Regions from separate parts of the Sus scrofa genome. Here all the other regions are linked to region 2. Evidence: chromatin contacts called from public HiChIP or PLAC-seq and promoter capture Hi-C data. All regions are on one chromosome and are shown on one strand. The core of a region is the stretch at or near the end of the contact, and the rest is flanking DNA. Distances in the headings are between cores, read along the strand shown. Region 1 holds the start of CAMSAP2 (calmodulin-regulated spectrin-associated protein 2). Region 2 holds the start of KIF14 (kinesin-like protein KIF14). Region 3 overlaps CAMSAP2 (calmodulin-regulated spectrin-associated protein 2).

Region 1 (4,044 bases), core at 572-3,071, 97 kb after region 2:
AATCTTGGGTCGCCCTGCTTGCTAGTTGTGTGATATGGGCAAATTTTCAAATTGTTCCCAACTTTATTATTCTTTTTTTTTTTTTTTTCATCTGTGAAATGAAGATAGCACAGGATTGGATAATGATTAAAACTAGATAATTTTGGAGCTATCTTGTGGTGCAGTTGTTAAGGATCTGGTGTTGTCACTGCATGACTTGGGTTGCTGCTGTGGTGAGGGTTTGATCCCTGGCCCTGGAATTTCCACAATGCCATGGTTGCAGGGAAAAAAAAAATTTAGATAAAGTACTGAAAGGAGATTGTGCAAGGAGTTAGTGAGTTAAATAAGCTCAACAAAGGAGAGCTGCACTAATATCCACCCTTTGTTCCTGTACATTCATTGAGCAACTACTATGAGTTGGGTGCTATTCAGGTGCTAGAGAGACACTGTCATCCTGGGAATGACAAAGTCATTGATGATGGTATAAAGGCGCAAGGGCTGGGTCAGAACAACTAGGTGCTCTGGGGGCACCAGGGGAGCACCTCCGTAAGAGCCTGCTGGGCACGGTATCCAGAGATGTCACTGAAGGCAGGAGGCGATTCCCGGGAGAGGCTTGCAATCCAAAGGGACAGAAGGAGCCCAGTGGGCCAGGACGCATAAATAATCTGAGAAAATGCCCCAGTGGGAAAACGGAGCAGCTCAGACAAAATGGAGCCATAAGGGTTTGTAGATGCCGGATCTTGCGGTTTGCTTTGTGAAGGGACTTAGGCTCTGTTGGGGGGGCACGATGGCTGTGCCCCCTCCCTAGGGAGGACATTTACGTGAGGAGCATGGAGTTGAGAAAACTATCTCAAAGTCAGGAAACTAATTCAGGTGTGGAGCTTCCCAGATCCTCAATCCTGGTCAAGCCCCACGTGTGACTTGCCTCTACAACCGTGTGGTCAGCCAGCAATCGCACCCATCCTGGGGTGACATCCAGGACTGCATGGAATTCCTTAGGCACGCCAGGTTGGCAGCAAAGTGCGTGTCATCTAACCGGCACCTTGATAAACGTCAGTTCTCCGTGCCTAAGCATTGTGTCGCTAAACCACGAGCGCTACAGCGAAGCCGGACCGCCCCCCCCCCCCCCCCGCCACTTGCTCCCCGCCTCTTCCAGCCGGGTCAGCAGCCGCCGCACGCCCAGGCCGGCCAGGATGTGCACTCGGGTGGACAAGGAGCGCAGCCGCGACCACTGCGCATGCTCCACGGGCGGGCCGGACCGGCCGGGCGGCGGGCGGGCCGGGCCGAGAGACAGCGCATGCGCAGACCCGCGCCCGGCTCCTTCCAGTGCCGCAGCCGGAAAACCGCAGCGGCGGCGGCTGAGGCGGCGACCGCGCGGGCTGCCGCAGGGGGAGCACCCAGCAGGGCTGGCCGGGCGGGCCCGAGCACCGGGCTGACGGCGTCCGCGGGGCGGCGGCGCGGCGGGGAGTCCGCGCGAGGAGGTGCGGCCGCCGGCGCCCGCGCCTCAGGGACTGAGGCTGTCCGCGGCCCCGCGCCCCGCGGCGGCTCCGGCTGCGCGGGGTGGGGGCGCCCCGAGTCCCGGGTCGCGGCCCCATTGAGCCCCAAGGCCGCGCTCGGGCCGGCGGGCTCCCCCGAGGGCAGGGCCGGGAGCGGGGGCGGCGGGAGGCGGCGCGATGGCGGGACGGCCCCCGCGACGTGACCGCTGAGGACGCCCCCGCCGCGCCGGGCCCGCCGCGCGGAGACAAAGGGGAGGCGCCGCTGGCACGCGCGCTCGCGGGAGGCTCGCGGGGCGGCCGGGACGCGGCGCCGCCACCTTCCGGGCCAAGCGGCCTGGATCCGGACCCCGACCCCGCCCGCGGCCGGCCGCGCGCCCCTCCCCGGCCGCCACCCCGCGGCCGGCGCACCATGTGAAGGGCGGGCCGGTGCCCCAAGCGCGTGGAAGATGGGGGATGCTGCAGACCCCAGGGACGCGAGGAGGACGTTCATTGTTCCGGCCATCAAGCCCTTCGACCACTATGACTTCTCCAGGGCCAAAATCGCCTGCAATTTGGCCTGGCTGGTGGCCAAGGCCTTCGGGACAGGTACGTGGTCCTCTCCCTCCCCCGCAGGATGCGCGCATCCCGGTTTTGTCTCCGGTCCCCAGGTCCCCTCCACGCGTGTCCTCGCACAGGCTCAGGGACGCAGTGGGACACTGGAAGGAGTAAAAACGAAGGGAATAAAGCACGTTTGGTCTTAACCCGAGATCCCTCGGTTTGGGCAGGTGGGATATGGCCGGATTCCTTTTATTGGTTAGCAAAAGTGGGTGGTTTGTTTTTTTCTTCCCGGTGAGCGAGATTTTGCCATGTTTTTACATCGGGTGGTTTTCATTTGTGGTATTTTTCCCCATTGTGCTGCATTCATTTCCCCCCCAGTCATAACATTACACCACCGAGAAATCTGAGTTGGTTTCGTTATTACTGGAAGAAGGTGGATGGCACCCAGCTCCACATTGATTTTGACATTTGTAACCATGGCTGCGATTCAGGCTCCGTGACTGTGAGGTGGCCTCTGTGGAAGGGCAGCATTAATTTTTGTTGTCTTTCTGTAAGCCTGTGTCCTCTCGTCCCTTTCAGGCTCTATTAAAGGGGTCATTTAAAACCAATGTTTGGCTTGCGGGCTGTCTGTTGTCGGCTGCTCTTTTCTTTCCGTGTTATCAGGCATGTTCCTTTTTCCAAACATTTTTGGCTTCATAAATTAAGAGAAACAAAAACTCCCTCTTGTGGGATTTTTCTTTTTAATGAAAGAGTTTTTTTGAGGGCACATACTGTTGACACAAATTGTATAGTGCAGCAGCCATCAAAAAACACTCCCTCCATTACCCAGTCTTTGCAGAATAACAGGAAAAGGGCCTCCTGTTGTAATTCCTTAGCTGTTGCTTTAGGAGCCCATGTTGTGGAAGCTGGAGAAAATTAGCTTTTCATTTGGAGATGCTCCCGGAAGGTAATTTCATCGGATGACTTTGAGTCATTTTGTAAGATTTCTATGCCCTGCTTAATACCATTTGGATATGTAAAATATTTATTGGCATTTAGTATTTACAGACTTTTCTCCAGATGTTAAATACAGTTTTTGGCAGTGGGGAGAGGACGTCCAATTTTAGGACCAAGAAATATGTGGGTAAATGGTTTCATTCGTTCTTACTGTTTCAGCATATACAGCTGAGGACATTATCAGGACTGCATGTTTAGTTACCCACCAAATGAATCTCAGTGTTTAGAAAATTGTTTGAATTAGTTTTGAGGGAAACTTCATGTTGCCTTGATTTTATGTTTTTGGCAGCTTTTGTCTTATTTGAATTCTCATGCTGTGATATTGAAGTAGAAAGATGTTCAAGGTTTTAAAACTGTCATCAGGAGTAAATATAGCCAAACCATTTATTTTAAAATAATTTAGATTTTAAAGATTTCTTCGGAAATACATATGCACAGTAACACATGGGAGCACACACCAAGTGTTAGTGTGTGTTTTTGTTTCCTGGCACCCCTGATCACAGCAGTGAAAATAATAGATTTTAGTCTCAGCTTAAGCATCATGCTAAAGCTAATATCCATTTAGAGGAGCAGTGGAAGCTAGGTAAGGATGTAGAAAAGATGGAACATGATCTCTGTGGAAAAGCTCTGTGTACAAAATGGAAGGGCAGAGGGAATCGCAGAAATAATTTTTCTTTCTGAAACTGAGGAAGCTTACAGTACACATGGCACAGCGTTGGCCTAGATTCCCAAAGGGTGCTAAGCAGAACATGGCCAGCTCTGTGGGGACGTGCCAGGCAAGCTTACTGGGCTCTGGACCCTGGACGAACACGCATTGAACACACTTGGAGAAAAAGAGGCGTGAAGAGAGCAGCGTTATCAGTGGAATGTGCTGTGGGCCAGCGCCGTGCTTGGGGCTTTGCATCATGGGGTGCATTTGGGCTTCGCCCAGCTCCATGGTGCAGGCAGTGGGGTCCCCACTTAAGCGAGCACCCTGGTGCAGAAAGCTGCATTTTTAGCCAGGGCAGATGTGAGCTTTGATCGCCTGACTCCAGAG
Region 2 (4,141 bases), core at 388-2,887:
ACAGCCTGCCCTCTAGCAGTTAGACCATAAGTAAACAAGTGTTTATGGAAACACGTGTCAACTGTATGTACCCAGCATTAATGTTTCAGAGAAAAGAGAAGAGCAGCGACAGCGAAGAGGTCTGGCTTCTCGTCACTCTGCATCTAACTGGTTATACAGACGGAAACAAGCCTGTACACATCTATGCCGATCCTAACTTGTAAAATGACGCCTGATCAAACTACTTCATCGTGAAAGTAAATACGGGAGACCTCATTTAAGATAGAGTTGCGGGGATCTGAACAGGAGCTCTTGTGTTTTACCCCTTGCCTTTTTTTTTTTTTTTTTTGACAGACTCTGCTGGAAGAACCTCCTTCATATCCCAGGGCAAAGAGGAAGAAAGATTTCCTCTTTGCCTAGCAACAGCCCAGCCAATGAGAAAATTCATAGCTTAGCCACTAAAGAGGCCATCACCACCAGCTGTTTCTCACCTCCAAGGACCGTCATTCAGTTCCCTCCACACAGGCAGACCTGTCTCAGGTTCTTTGCTGCCCTTCCCAGATACTGGGTTTTTTAAAATGGAAGTTGATGTAGTGTAGCAACACTACATCAGCAAATCAGTGCCATTTTTCCAATAGCATTTGCCCACTTCATATCTGTGTCAGGTTTTGGTAATCTTCCCACTATTGCAAACTTTTTCATTAGACTCTACTTGTTATGGTATCTCTGTTCAAAGATCTTTGATGTTACTATGACCACTCTCTGAAGGCTCAGATGATGGGGAGCATTCTTACCAATAAAGTATTTTATTTTATTTTTTGCTTTTTAGGGCCACACCCAGGGCATATGGAGGTTCCCAGTTTCCCAGGCTGGGGTTGAATCAGAACTACAGCTGCCAGCCTACGCCACAGTTGCAGCAATGCAGGATCCAAGCCGTGTCTGCAACCTACACCACAGCTCACGGCAACACCAGATCCTTAACCCACTGAGCAAGGCCAGGGATCGCACCCGCAACCTCATGGTTCCTAGTTGGATTCTTTTCCACTGCACCACGATGGGAACGCCCACCAATAAAGTATTTTAAATGAAGGTATATACATTGTTTTTTTTTTTTTAAGACACAATGCTATTGCACACTGAATAGGCTACAGTATAACATAAACATAACTTTTATATACCTTGGGAAACAAAACATTCCTGGGACTTGTAGGTGGCCCCAACAGAACCCACAACAGCTTGGAGATGCCCAGACAGGGAAGCCCTCTTCTTTGTTCTGGGACTGGTCTGTCCTTTCTGCACAGCAAGGTCTTCCTGAACTGCAGCTCCCTCCCTGCTGGTCCCACATAAACTCTTCCTGCTAACACAGAAGCTGACTGTTGTATTTTTAAAGTCCACACCAGAGATGATGGCTCTGGAGGAACAAAATAATAGAGGCTCATTTTTAAGTAAGTCTTACAGAGTTCTAAAATCATGCACAATCATTACCTCTAAATTCGCCAGACTCTAAGCATCTCCCGTCAACCTTTTGACTCTTCCTAATACGGAAGCAAACATAATGGCAAGAAGAGATTCCAGACCTTGCACTGGGCTGAAAACCGGCAGGCTGGCGTTCCAGTTGTGGCTCAATGGTAAGGGAGCCAACGACGCGGGGTCTATCTCTGGCCTCGCTCAGTGATTTAAGGATCTGGCGTTGCTGTGGCTGTGGTGTAGGCCGGCAGCTGCAGCTCGGATTCAACCCCTAGCTGGGAACTTCCATATGACACAGGTGCGGCCCTAAAAAGCAAACAAAAACAAACAAAACGGTTGCCACTTACAGCCGCTTAAAGGATCTGTACGGTTCTTTGTTCGGGGGCCGGGGTGGCCAAGAGACCGGAAGGGTTCTCAGCTGTCACCTCGGGCGGGAAAGGGTCAGCGACGCCGAGGGCCAGGCCCGGCCCCGCCCCACTCTGGGACCCCGGTCCTTCCCGGGGACCGGCCCCACTGGGGCCGCGGGCCAGCCCAGCCCATACTCCCGAGCCGCTTGCCCCCTCTCGGCACCGACGCGCCGGCCCCAGCGCCGCAGCCCCTCCTCGCAGCCCCCCTCCCTCCTCCGTGCTGGGCCCCCCCGCCCCCGCGGCCCCTACCTGTCAGTCTCCACTCCGCACACCCCTCCGCCGCACGACCAAGGTTTGAATACGCGCCCCGCCCTCTGATTGGCTGCCGGGCGTCGCGCACGCACGTACTCCCGGAAGCGCGCTCGCCGGACGCGCGGATTCGAGCTCCCGCCCACCCGCCGCTCGGTCTCCTAGGCAACGGCCGCACCCACCTGGGCTGCGGCTGCAGAGCAGGACTCACTTCCCAGGGCGGGGCGCTTGGGTGGGTGTGAGCGAGGACAGTGACAACAACGCTGTCCAGCTTCGGTGTAAAATGAGCAGTCTGTCCGCCTCACAGCCAGGACTTCCTAGTGCGGAAATGGCTGTTTCCCCCCAAGTTAACCACATTCACACTTTTCTAGGCTCTCCCGTTCAAAGCCTGGCGATGGGAAGTATCCTAAGTGTCTTCTATAGAATTCCTCACTTAATCATGAATATCTTAGGAGGTAAAGGTTAATATGATCCCCAGTTTACAGATAAGGGACTGAGGTTTAGAGTTAAACTTGTGGAAAATCAGACAGGCAGAAGTGATGTAACTAGAATTCCAAAGCCCATGTCGTGAGATATAACTCAGTTTCTGTAAATATTGCAATGAGTTTGAAACAGGAAAAAATAATACAAAAATACATGCTGAAAAATTACCAGATCAGTGAGAGAGATCTACTTAAGCAGAGATTATAAAGCAACTATATATTTTTTAAGGAGCAAAAAGTGCAGATAATGAGAATGATTCAGTGGGAGAAAAAAGAGAAACCAGAGTTGACTCCAACTTTATAGAAAGTTGAATGGATGATAAAGTCCTCATGCTAAAACTCACTCAAAAAAAATTCTAAAATGTGTTAATATTAAGTTATAGAGAAACCATCAGAGAAACAATTACAATATCAGACCTATAGGAAAATGATCACGTCTAGAAGCAAATGAAAATATGGCAAAGGAAAAAATCGACAAATTAAAATGCAGAAAATAAATAAATAAAATACAGAAAAAAATTTAAATGTCTGCATGGTTCAAATTAACACAAAAATGCAGTAAACTAGAAAAATAAATATAGCAGAAGACAAAGATCTCTTTCAGTGTTACAAGGAAAATAAGTTTATAAATAGAATAAGAAAACAAATAAAATATAAAAATTGGCAAAGGAATTTTTCACAATAAAGAATTCGCATATCACAAAATAGATAAAAGGATGGAGTTCCCGTAGTGATGCAGTGGTTAACGAATCCGACTAGGAACCATGAGGTTGCGGGTTCGGTCCCTGCCCTTGCTCAGTGGGTTAACGATCCGGCGTTGCCGTGAGCTGTGGTGTAGGTTGCAGACGTGGCTCGGACCCGCGTTGCTGTGGTTCTGGCGTAGGCGTGGCTACAGTTCGATTCGACCTAGCCTGGGAACTCATATGCCGCGGGAGTGCCCAAGAAATAGCAACAACAACAACAACAACAAAAAAAAAAAAAAAAAGACAAAAAAAAAATAGATAAAAGGAGAATGTAAAACCCAGCCATTAAATGCAAATGTTAAAAAAAATTAGGTACAAGTAAAAAAAATGTTTTTTAGTTTTGGAGCTGGTGATTTTGCATCAAAATTCAAAGTATACATTTCTAGGAGTTCCCTATGTGGCTCAGTATTTAATGGACCTAACCAGGATCCTTGAGGATGCAGATTCAATCCCTGGCCTCCATCAGTGGGTTAAGGAGCCAGCATTGCTGTGGCTGTGGTGTAGGCCTGCAGCTTGCAGCTCTGATTCAACCCCTAGCCTGGGAACCTCCACATGCCATGGGTACAGCCCTAAAAAGCAAAAAAAAAAAAAAAAAAAAAAAAAGGACACATTTCTAATGACAGGACTTGGTAACTTTTTGAGGGCAGGGACCACCACACCCACTCACAGTGTCCCCCCCCCCAACCTCATACAAGGCCTGATATATAAAAGATGCTGAATACTGAATCACCTCGCTGTACAGCAGAAATTAACACAACATTGTAAGTCAACTATACTTTCATAATTTTTTAAATACAAAAAGAAGCTTAATAAA
Region 3 (4,075 bases), core at 1,280-3,779, 120 kb after region 2:
CAAGAAATTTCGTTTTAATGAAGACCAATTTATAATTCTTTTCTTTTATAGGTAAGAAATCTTTACCTTTGTTGTGGTTGAAAATTTTTTCTCTATCTTATTCTTCTAGAAATGTATAGCTTTACTGTGATTCATTTTGAATTATTATTAGAAGTAGTAATAGTATAAATGGGAGGGAAAAGTTGGAGTTTATTTTATTCTTTTTTTTTGTCTTTTTCCCATTTTCTTGGGCTGCTCTCGCGGCATATGGAGGTTCCCAGGCTAGGGGTCGAATCGGAGCTGTAGCCACCAGCCTACGCCGGAGCCACAGCAACATGGGATCCCAGCTGTGTCTTTGACCTACACCACATCTCAGGGCAACGCCAGATCCTTAACCCACTGAGCAAGGCCAGGGATCAAACCTGCAACCTCATGGTTCCTTGTTGGATTCGTTAACCACTGAGCCACAACAGGAACTCCCGGGAGTTTATTTCATTCTTTAACAAGAACATCTGGTTGTTCCAGAACCATTTGTTGAAGTCTGTCCTTTCCCCACTGACTTACTGTGACACAAGTGCCATTGATTTAGGGTCTCTTAGGCCAGACACACAGTCTTGATCACTGTAGTTTTATAATAAAAATCTTAAAATCTGGCAGTGTAATTCACTGAACATTGTTGTTCTTTGTCAGAATTGTTTTAGTTATTCCAGGTTCTTTGCATTTCTATGTAAATTTTAGAATCATTTGTCAATTTCTTAAAAAAAACTAAGGTTTAGCTTAGCTATACACTGGAATTCTGTTGCATCTATAGCTCATTTTAGGAGGAATTGATGCTTTAGAATATCGAGTCTTCCTGTGTAAACACGCTGTCTTCCTATTTACTTAAGTTTTCTTGAGTTCATTTCAGCAGTCTGTGTCTTTTTGAGTGTATAAATTCTGTATACATTTTGTTGAATTTTACTCTTTTTCACATTTTTGATTTTGATTATAAATGGAATTGTTTTTTAGATTGACTTTCCAGTTGTTCTTTGCTAATATTGGAGGAGTTCCGTTGCATTTTGAACATTGATTTTTGTTAGCTGCCACCTTGCTAAATGCATTTGTCCCTAGTACAGTTTTTGTGGCGTTGGGAGGACTCCCTACATACACACTCATGAGTAAGCACAGATGTACGTCTTCCTTCCTGATACAGATGCCTTCCTTTTCCTTGTCTTATTGCACTGCCTGAGACGTCCAGACAGTGTTAAGTAAAAGTGGTGAGACCAGCCATCCTTGCCTTAATCCTGATCGTAGGGAATGTATTTGGTTCTGATTGTTAAGTTTGACGTTAGCTATAGAATTTTCAAGTGTTCTTTAATCACGTTTAGGAGGTTCCCATCCATTCATTCCTGTTTTGCTGAGAATTGTGCGTGTGTGTGTGTGTTTTAAATCATGAATAGGTGCTGGATTTTGTCAAAAGCTTTTTTTTTTTTTTGCCTCTATCAAGGTGATGTATGGTTCCTGATTTTTTCTGTTGACATGGTTATTGATGTCTAACTGACATTGTTGTAATTAGAGAACATACTTTGTCTGATTTCATTCCCTTAGGTATATTGAAACTGGTTTTTTTTTGTTTTTTTGTCTTTTTGCCTTTTCTAGGGCCGCTCCCACAGCATATGGAGGTTCCCAGGCTAGGGGTCTGATCGGAGCTGGAGCCGCCAGCCCATGCCAGAGCCACAGCAACGCAGGATCCAAGCTGTGTCTGCGATCTACACCACAGCTCACGGCAGTGCCAGATCCTAACCCACTGAGCGAGGCCAGGGATCAAACCCACAACCTCATGGTTCCTAGTCAGATTCATTAACCACTGAGTCACGGAAACTCCCAATATTGAAACTGTTCTATGACTCAGCTTGCCATCTGTCCTGATGCCTGTTATGAATGTATATTTCATAGTTCCCATCGTGGCTTAACAGGTTAAGAATCCAACTAGTATCCATGGGGATGTGGGTTCCATCTCTGGCCTCACTCACTGGGTTAAGGATTGGCATTGCTGTGGCTGTGGTGTAGGCTGGCAGCTGCAGCTCTGATTCACCCCCTAGCCTGGGAACCTCCTTGTGCCGCAGGTGCGGCCCTAGAAAGAAAGAAAAAAAAAGAATGTATATTCTGCTGTTCTTTGCTGTGGTGGTCTGTACATATCAGGTCATTTTGCTTGATGCTTTTCAAGTCTTCCGTGTCCTTTGGATTTTCCTTTCACTTATTCTAGTAATTCTTGAAAAAGGAGTATTAATAACTTCACATAATCGTGAATTTCTCTATTTCTCTTTTTAATTCTGTTTTTCATCAAGTGTTTTGGTTTCTTTCAAGACTTTTTTTTTTTTCAGAAGTTTGGCTACGAGATACCTATGTGTGGTTTTCTTTATATTTATTCTACATCAGGTTCACTGAAATTTTCGGTTCTATGGTTTGGTTCTGTGTTTAGGTTCGGTGTTTTCTATGTTTCTGCCTATGGTTTTGGTTCTGTGTGTCACTTCCTGAGGAACTAGCAAACAGTGATCTACAGGAACTACAGCGTTTCACGCTCTGCCGGCAACTTAGGGTGACTTAGGTTCGGCCACTTTTCCCTTTGCGACTAGGAAGCGTTGTGTGGAGGGTGCTCTGATGTTTTATCACATATTGTCTTTCCCAGGAAAGGGCCACCCGGTGGTTCAGCATCTGTGGGTTTGCTGTGCCCCTGGTCATTGCCGTGTGGTGGTTTAAAAACTGTCATTCCTTCCATTTCTTACCTGGCACTGTTGTGTGAAGAAAAGCTTTCTCTTCCTCCCTTCTCCCCTGGTGACTGTCACCGTGGACTCAGGGGAGCATTTTGTTTCTGGCTAATTGTGTTATAGTTCACTGTTGTCATTAGTCTTTTGCATAGCCCTGTGGGCTCACCCTTGGCCAGTGGGCGCCCCAGGGGCTGGCTCCTATATCCTGTAGATGTCTCCCCATCCGCCTTCGGGTCCTTTTTTCTTTCTGTCACAGCTGTATATTCCAGGCTCACGTTGTGCCTTTCCTGTCTCTGACTTGGAATTAGCCATTTCCTGAAGAACCGTGGGTTTATTTTATTGGGGAGATGTTATTAACCAGATCTGGGCCCAGATGTGTTGATTGTTGCTTTGGTGCTATTGCTTCTAGGCCCTTCTTCAAGATAGGGCTGGGGAGATAAACCCATGTAATCATGCGTCCTTACGACAACCTCCAGTGCGCAATTGGACCAGGACACTCGTGCCTGTCGTCATCTTCAAAACGAGCACCTGCCCAGAGCTCCTGCCTGGGGTGCGTCCCCAGCCCAGTGCTGCTCCTGGCCGGGGGCAGTTGCATTGCCTGCCATGCCCACATCATTCTGGCTCTGCTGGCTCAGGCCCACGCTCAGCTGCGTCACCCTGGCTTCACCCACCCGCTAGGCTCTTATTAGGATGCAGGCGTGCATCCACATTGCTTTTGTGCAGTTTTCAGTAGAGACTGGGAGCTCCCACCAGGGGGCTGTGTGCCCGGACCCTCCACGTGACCGCCTGGTTACAGAGGGAGCTTTCCGGCCGTCTCCCCAGCCCATGAATTGCCTGTGCTGTTGCTGTCACCCCACTTGGTTGATGAGGATAGTGAAGCACGAGAAATCGAGGATGTTGCCCAAGGTCACGTCCTGGGCACAGACTCAGAGTTGAACCCTGGCACTCTGCTTGCTGGTCAGTGGTGCTCCTGGAGCGGAGGGCTCCGGGTACAGGTGCGGAGAAGCACTGGGAGGGGAGGGTTGGGGAGGGGCCGGCCTGGGACCTCTAGAAGAGGTATGATTGTGGCCATGAGCGGGAGGGGCTGTGGAGGCGGGATTTGCCAGGGTGCTGTTCTGGGGCTTCTCTGAGGTTGGAGCCAGGAAACGTGTGATTTCTTGATGATGAGCCCGATTTAGAACCACTGCTGCGAGCACTTCCTTTTGTTTACCATGTTTATGTGGCTGCTTCCCATCTGTGCCACCGGGCAGAGCCTCAGTTAAACCTGCCGGCCGACCTTGCCTTTGAAGTTAAGTGTGGCTGGAGGAGGTGACGGAGCTGCTCAGGAGGGGTCACTTCTGCCACAGGTC

What was found. Promoter capture Hi-C pulls out the DNA fragments that hold promoters and counts their contacts. HiChIP or PLAC-seq counts read pairs in DNA pulled down with a chosen protein or histone mark.
Region 1: a promoter capture Hi-C map of liver shows a contact between it and region 2, with 2.4 times the contacts expected there. The contact joins the promoter of CAMSAP2 here to the promoter of KIF14 in region 2. A contact is called at or near these places in 2 of 5 promoter capture datasets (fetal liver and liver) and 1 of 47 Hi-C or Micro-C datasets (embryonic fibroblasts).
Region 3: a contact with region 2 is called in an H3K27ac HiChIP or PLAC-seq map of alveolar macrophages. The contact joins the enhancer-like site here to the promoter of KIF14 in region 2. A contact is called at or near these places in 2 of 5 promoter capture datasets (fetal skeletal muscle and liver), 6 of 47 Hi-C or Micro-C datasets (alveolar macrophages, embryonic fibroblasts, heart right ventricle and 2 more) and 2 of 2 datasets of contacts at active chromatin or transcription factors (alveolar macrophages and skeletal muscle).

What each region holds. Positions count from the first base shown.
Region 1 is chr10:23,273,481-23,277,524 of Sscrofa11.1, forward strand. It overlaps CAMSAP2 (calmodulin-regulated spectrin-associated protein 2), which reads left to right and starts at 1,822. Exons shown (of 19, transcript XM_021064501.1): 1 at 1,822-2,060. The coding sequence starts at 1,922.
Region 2 is chr10:23,176,282-23,180,422 of Sscrofa11.1, forward strand. It overlaps KIF14 (kinesin-like protein KIF14), which reads right to left and starts at 1,638. Exons shown (of 33, transcript XM_021064497.1): 1 at 1,158-1,638.
Region 3 is chr10:23,299,867-23,303,941 of Sscrofa11.1, forward strand. The region is part of intron 2 of CAMSAP2 (calmodulin-regulated spectrin-associated protein 2); the gene reads left to right. Among named protein-coding and RNA genes, the nearest start is that of CAMSAP2, 27 kb to the left of the region's middle. Within about 2 kb of position 2,530, at least 20 of the 83 cell types and tissues checked have an H3K27ac peak or open chromatin away from gene starts, as enhancers often do. A contact at or near this core is called in alveolar macrophages and liver, where this site is marked.